2 separate regions of the Sus scrofa genome follow, and region 1 is linked to region 2. A link is a contact called in public Hi-C data. All regions are on one chromosome and are shown on one strand. The core of a region is the stretch at or near the end of the contact, and the rest is flanking DNA. Distances in the headings are between cores, read along the strand shown.

Evidence for each region. Hi-C and Micro-C count contacts between places; a contact is called where the count stands out from the background.
Region 1: a Hi-C map of liver shows a contact between it and region 2, with 2.6 times the contacts expected there. The contact joins two enhancer-like sites. A contact is called at or near these places in 1 of 5 promoter capture datasets (liver), 8 of 47 Hi-C or Micro-C datasets (embryonic fibroblasts, heart right ventricle, liver and 2 more) and 2 of 2 datasets of contacts at active chromatin or transcription factors (alveolar macrophages and skeletal muscle).

The regions. Positions count from the first base shown.
Region 1 is chr10:27,353,162-27,356,847 of Sscrofa11.1, reverse strand. All of the region lies in intron 5 of C10H9orf3 (aminopeptidase O), which reads left to right. Among named protein-coding and RNA genes, the nearest start is that of C10H9orf3, 120 kb to the left of the region's middle. Within about 2 kb of position 2,372, at least 16 of the 83 cell types and tissues checked have an H3K27ac peak or open chromatin away from gene starts, as enhancers often do. A contact at or near this core is called in liver and skeletal muscle, where this site is marked.
Region 2 is chr10:27,157,172-27,160,757 of Sscrofa11.1, reverse strand. It overlaps C10H9orf3 (aminopeptidase O), which reads left to right. Exons shown (of 19, transcript XR_002336299.1): 13 at 127-189; 14 at 590-664. Among named protein-coding and RNA genes, the nearest start is that of MIR23B, 79 kb to the right of the region's middle. Within about 2 kb of position 1,782, at least 23 of the 83 cell types and tissues checked have an H3K27ac peak or open chromatin away from gene starts, as enhancers often do. A contact at or near this core is called in liver and skeletal muscle, where this site is marked.

The DNA.
Region 1 (3,686 bases), core at 1,123-3,622, 200 kb before region 2:
AGGAACCATGAGGTTGCGGGTTCGGTCCCTGGCCTTGCTCAGTGGGTTAAGGATCCGGCATTGCCATGAGCTGTGGTGTAGGTTGCATACGCGGCTCAGATCCCCATGTTGCTGTGGCTGTGGTGTAGGCCGGTGGCTACAGCTCCGATTCGACCCCTAGCCTGGGAACCTCCATATGCCGCATGAGCGGCCCAAGAAAATGGCAAAAAGACCAAAAAAAAATTGCCTTCTAGCTGCAGACCTGGCATATTCAGTGTCAGCCTAGGAATAACCTTTACTTTAAAAAAAAAAAAATTCTTTTTAAAAAGATAATTAAAAATTCAGTTAAGTTACAAGGAAAAATAAAAATAGCTCCTTTTTTTAAAAGCAAAAACTTGTGACCTATTTTTAAAATGGAGAAAGGGCTGTTACATATTTTTTTCATGTCTTCAAAGGAAAATACAGCAATACCCCTGTGAAAGATATTTTAAAAGGATATTATTTCAGTTTTCCTTATGGTGACAGGCAAGGCATTAGTGAATGCCCGCCTTGTTCTCCCAAGACATGAGCCTTCCACTGGATTACCAGCAAAGCTGTTTTGTCAGTAAGCTTCAAGTTCATTGTAACAAAACTTCTGGCCAGCCTCTTCCTGGCAGATGGAAATATGACCCACCCTTCCTGGTGCGAGGCCATAGCTGCTCACTTATTCCACTGCTCCGCCTGTCGGGACTCAGTGAGTAGCCTAGGTGCAAAGCCAAGTTAGAGACCCACTTAGGGAGCTGGGGAACCTTCTCCCAGCCCTGGCTCTGCATCCCACAAAGGTGGGGAAGAGAACGACTCTCTAGGATTGCCTCTCTAGGAATCTCTTTCCAATTCAGCAGCATTTGTTGGAGCAAGTAGCTTTAGGTGGGGCCCGTTTTGTACATAAGGAGAGGTAGATGTGGCAGTTTGTCCGGGCAATTGAAAAGCTCTCCAAATAGACCCACTTTTAAGCCTTCATGTTAGGCCGGTTTACTTTTAGCCACTCTTTTTCTTCTTCTTTTTTTAGGGCCAAACTCGTGGCATATGGACGTTCCCAGGCTGTTCGTCGAATCGGAGCTGCACCAATGGCCTACCCCACAGCCACAGCAACGTGGGATCTGAGTATTTCTGCGACCTTATACCACAGCTCACGGCAACACCGGACCCTTAACCCACTGAGCAAGGCGAGGAATCAAACTCTCATCCTCATGGATATTAGTTGGCTTCTTAACCCGCTGAGCTACAACAGGAACTCCTAGCCACTCTTTGCTTAGCATCCAGCCTCTTGCTAAATGCCCTGTGATGATCATGATGGTAGGGTGGTTGTGATGGGGGAAGGTGAAGAGGTAGCATCGGTCATGATGATGGTGCTGATAATGTTAGTAGTGGAAGTGGCCATGGCTGTGGTGGCACCAGTGGTGGAAATGGGGGAAGTAACTGGTGATGGATAGAGATGGCGGTGGCAGCATTAGGGGCTACAGGCTCCTGCCTGCAGAAGCCATTCTTTATCTTTGCAGAAGCAGTGGCTTAGGAAATTCCCTTGATGTCCCTTCGCTACACACAGGATGTCCGCAGAGCTAACAACTGAGTTTTGATAGATCTTGCCTATCCATGAACAATGAGATTGGTTTATGGGTGAGATGAGTACATGCCCGTTTCCACAGGTCTCTGTTTTAGAGTCAGAGAACAGCTCATCTTTCTGTGGTTTCCAGCTTTGGATCAAGGAACACAGTAACCTGAAGCTCTGGAACCAGAGCCATTAGTAGAGAGTGGGACACATCTAGCATTTCTACCAAAATTGAATTGCTACTGTGCCCTATTTTTTACGTACATGAATATCCATAAATCCTTTCCACAACTCTGTAAAATAGGGGTTTTTTTATTATTATTATTTTGGTTTTTCTAATTTCGGAAAGTGAGGCTTAGCTCATGGGTAGCAACATTGGGATTTGAAAACCACAGCCTGCGTGACCTCAAATCCTTTACTTCTTCCTCCATTGCAGCCATCAGAGAACTATTTCAGCCCTTCTAGAACATTCTAGAATGTTTCTTGTCTTTACTTAGGTATGAGTATGAGCAGAAATTCATAAGAGAATAGGCTATATTTGGTTTTCTCCTCTAACTTAGCTTGCGGGCAAATAATGTCTTTTCTCCCTACATATTTCCTTATACTCATAGTGTACTCAGATGACCCTTTTAAAATTCATATGGGAACTATTTGGAGGTTCTTCCCGCATGTTTTCAAGGCTGGAACTGCCGAGTGATCTTTTCCTGACCTGGCTGGTCTTTGGCCAAATAGGACATTGAGCAAGCCAGAAACCAGGCCCCAACAGAAAAAAGCAAATAGAGATAAATATTTATCCTCGTCCCAGTGGGATCCCTAGGTTTTCAGGATCAAAGGCCTACTTTGTTGTGTACGTCTGTTCGAGAGCCTTGGGTAAGTATACAGAAGCAAGCAACTGGCAGTGTGGTAAAGACTCTGTGGTACCCAGGCTCTTTAACGCTCAAACAAATTCCCTGGTGATATTGAAAACAAAACAAAACAACAGAATCCTGTTTGTTAAAATAAAAATTGAAATCACATGCCTTAGGCACAAAGTAAGAAAAAGGAGAAACAGAGTGGGAACAAAAAGAAAAGAAAAAAGATGAGACGTGAGAAAGAAAGGATCAGAGACAGCAGGAAAAAGAAAGATGCGGAGCAGCAGTTCTGGAGTTGGTACAGGGAAATATTTCTATAGGAAGTATGGAGCAGATACTATGAGAGATGTTTATGCTTCCTCTTCTGTGCATTTTCTTTTCACTTTCCTGATAGTGGCCTTCAAAGCACAAGAGTTTTTAATTTTTGATGAAGTCTACTTTATCTGTTTTTTCCCTTCGGTTGCTTTTGCTTTTGGGGTCATATGTAAGAATTGCCTGATCCAAGGTCATGAAGATTTATACCTATGTTTTCTAAGAGTTTTACACTTTTAGCTCTTTCATTTAGGCCTTAAATCCATTTGAGCTGATTTTTGTTTATCGTATGAGAACTTCATCCTTTTGGGTGTGGATATCTACTTCTCCCAGATTTTTATTCCTTAATTCAACAAATATGTGTGCCAGACATTGTGTTCAATGCCAGGATTAGAACTTTGAACAAAATAGCAGTATCAGAATGTTTCAGAACCCTGGAGACAAAAAAAAAGCAATTCAAGAAATTTGGAAGATAAAGTAGACCTTTAGAGGGTTTAGACTCTTGAGCATTTGTTTGTTTCAAGGATAATACAAGGAAACTTTTTTTTTTTTGCTTTTTTACGGCCACACCTGTGCCATATGGAGGGTCCCAGGCTAGGGGTCTAATCAGAGATACAGCTTCCAGCCTATGCCATAGCCACAGCAACACCAAATCTGAGCCACGTCTGCAACCTATGTCACAGTGCCCGGCAATGCATAGGTTAACCCACTGAGCGAGGCCAGGGATCGAACCTGCAACCTCAGGGTTCCTAGTCGGGTTTGTTTCTGCTGCGCCACGATGGGAACTCCAATGCAAGGAAACTTGAATTAGGATTACCTAGATTGCTAATGAATGATTATACACACACACACACACACACACACACACATATATAATATATGATTCCTGTATAACTCAAGTAAAACAGTCACTACTTTATATATTGAAAGCTCTTGTATTATTATCAAATATCTGA
Region 2 (3,586 bases), core at 533-3,032:
GCCCGGCTCCCACCCTCACCTCCCGCGGGCGAGGTACGGGGGCGGCGCGCCGAGTTGGTGGGGCACTGGGGAGGGAGGCTGGGGCGGCTCCCGGGGTAAACTTGACTCTGTCCCCTTCCCCCGCAGCCGCTGCAGAGGGAGCGCCAGGCCGGGGAGGAGTGCGGGCTCGCTCGGCAAGTGAGCGCAGAGGTGAGTGCGGGCGGCGTGGTCCCGGCGCTCTCCTCCCTCCCGGGGCAGTGGGTCCCGCATTGCATCCCTGTCGCGGAGCCCTCGGTTGGCGGCGACGCGCGACATTGGTGGGTAAGATGGCCCTTGTTCCGGGGCTCTGGCGCGCACCGGCGCGGGGGCGGCCAAGCGGGCCCGTGACTGCGGGAGCGGCCGGGGCGAAGGTCACGGCCTGGGCTCCCCGCAGACCGAGGGCCCTCTGCGCGGAGGCGGCCTCGGGAGCCCCGAAAGGTGCCTGCAGCCTCCCCAGGTGAAGCGGAGGACGGCTGCGTCGCGAGGCCGTCGATCGTTTCTTTCTCACGCTAAGGGGCGGCTCTCAGGACCCGTCCTGCATTTAAAATGCCCTATGGTTTTCGAACTTCAGGTCGAGAAATGGGTTCGAGTGAACCGGAGACCCCGAAAACGGAAACGAAGGGAGACCGAAGAAGTGTTTGCAAAGGTAGGGGCTCCCCAAAGAGCACAGGATGGAGTTCTTGATCACTCTCCCCGCCTGCCCCAGAGCACTTGGTTACAACAATAGAATTCCACCCCCCCCCGCCGCCTTTTTTTCAAATTTTAGTTAAATTTACAGTAAGCCTTAGATTTACGTGGATAGTTCTATAGACATACTGGTTGCTAATCCTAGCGATTATCAACACACTATGTACTCAGGAAGTGAGAATGATCCGGAATGGAGATTTCTTTCATGCTCATTAAATAGAGCATTAGAGTATAAGTGAGTTTCATTATTATATTAGACCAGTAGTATTTGTGGAATTATATATATATCTCAGAGAGGGGGTGTTCTGAAGAAATCGCCCACAGTATCAGGTTTCTCTGTTGGGTTGTAATATACACAATACCTCACTCATTCATTTAGACTTTTAGAGTCATCTCATAAGTGGAGAGGGAAGGCCAAAGAAGTATATTACTTTTGAAACACTGGGAGGGATTTTATATACTAAAGCAAATGAGAAATTTGCTTTTCTAAATTTAGAATTTCAGTATGCTGCTTTGCAGAAGTTTGGACCACCCCTTGTCTCCTGAAATGGTATTAAGTTAAAACTTGATTTGTCATTGTCATAAATATTAGGAAATAAGGTAAGTAGTCTGTTGTTTCCTGAGTGATCCGTTGGAAACTCTTAAAAATGAATAACGTTTTTACAAATGTTACAGCAGGTCTGATTTTTGTGGCTCGTGATTTAATCATTTTACTGTTTTTCGCCTCTTGAAAGCACCAAGGGATTAAAATAGCGGTGTGTTGTTTTTCTGCTGCTAGAACGTATGATGAATCACTTCTGATTCTGAAGCCAAATTCTTGCTGATAGCATTGCTGCCAACTTCTGGGATGTGTTGCCTTAGTATGGGCATTGCAGCGTCTGAGAATGTGCACAAAGCACATCCTAACGAAGGTGATACCACAGTTTCAGAGTGCGTTTAAGGATACCAAGGGCAGCTTCTGAGAGAATGGGAAAAAGTAATGGCCTAGGTGGCTCGTCATTTGTAAGGAGACATCCAATGTGTGAAAAGCCTTTCCCTTTTTAAACAAAGAGTCCTACATGTCACTCCGGTTAAACAGTAATAGAAAAAGTTGTCATTCTGAACGGGCTCGAGTGTTCCCGACCGTATCTCAGCGTGCTGTGGTAGGTTGTATTTGTTTAACTTTCATGGTCTAGGTGTTTTTAAAAATGTTTGCGAGGTGATAGATGAGACCAGAAAATATCTGAAAAAGGAAAAAGAATCACAGCTTGTTTAGTATTTAAAATTTTTTTTTCTGAGCCGTTATTTTTTTAATGCAAAAAAATAAGATGACCCAAGCATACCACGTATCATGCCTAAAAGAAGGGGAAGTCCTTGTCTTTGTGGATTACCAGGTACCATCACTACCAGAACTTGAAGTAAGCATGTCTGTGACACCCACGCCCTGACCAGGGCCTCCTGAGACGGAGAAGGGTAGGTATGGACTGAGGATTTTGCCTTCTAGGAAAACTGGAGTTCTTCACTGAGCCTTTTGTCCTTGAGAGAGGCTGTTGTGTTAGAGCTTTACGGTGAGGATGCACTTTTAAATTTCCTCCGAAACTGGCAGCAGTAGTTTTAGAGAGGCCATGAAAACGAAGTAGGTTGAGAACAGCATCGGGGGATGAAGCTTAAAGCTCACTAGCGTGGAGGCGGGGAGGGCAAAAAGATGGGGCATTTCAAAATTGTCCCAGAGTGTTAATTATCAGTGTCTCCAATCTCTCCTCCTGCTTCTGCCCAGCAGCTGAGCCCACCCCCCCCCACCCGTGTGGCGTCTGCCATGCCTAGGAGAGGGGTTGGCGCTCACTGAGGCAAAACATGCGACCCCGTTTTCAAGAGCAGGGAGAAAGGGGGTGTGATCAGCGGCCAAGGGCATTAGAACAAGTTCTGAAAGCACAGAAGCTGTCAGGCAGCTGGTAGCTGAGGTGTGTCCTCTGCCCGAGTGGCATGTCTCTTCCAAAATGCAGATCGAATTCTGTGGTAATGAGACTTCAGACCTCGGTCATTTGTTGACCTTTTGCTGGGGTTTGAAACTGTTATTCGAAGGAATCTGGATAGTTAACTTACTGTTGGCTTTAGCAAGTATGTTTTTTTTTCTTTTTAATGTTTGCCATGCCACAAGTAGGAGCCAAGTCGTCAATTTCTCCTTTTTCATGCATCCACTGATTTTCTGCAACATTAAAGTAAAAGTGTGCTATTTTCTGCCTTGATTCATTTTATGGAACTGCAAAATGAGAAGATGAGTTTTAGTTGTTTCTGGTAGGTGGTACATTTTCAATCTAGCCATTGCTTTTATTTGTGTCATTTGTCATCTTTGCCCCTGTCTCTCATCCCTCTGCCCTTTCTTCCATCCCCCAAGTCTCTGTTTGCATCTTCAGGCCTCAAACAGGATTCAGCCCAGATGGGCAAACTTGGAGGATAACTAGTCTGAATTTAGCTGTGCTGGGCTCATGACATTTTTCCTCTGATTTTTACCGACCCGTGGAAAGCAGTCTTCTGACCTGCCCGAGGAAAGAAAACAGAGCATTGGGGCAAGGCCAGGGTCTGGAGACGGGCATTAAGTGAAGAATTAAACGTTAAAGAATGGAATAATGCAGGAATCAGTATTGACCCCCTCTTAAAACCCCGAAGGCACTAAGTGGGAGGCAGAGTCAGGTGTAACTTCAAATACTAGTTGAGTTTTTCAGTGAACTCAGGAGAAGCAAAACAAACTTATCCTGGGCTCAGCTGTGGGTTAAAAACGAGTAAGGAAATAAAGTCAACTGAGGGAGTGCGAGGTACCCCCCCAGAAAAGTGCTTTCAGATGCTCTCCTGGCTTTTCCTGGCCTGTACTGCTGTGTCGTGTCATTCCCACCCACCAGCTCTG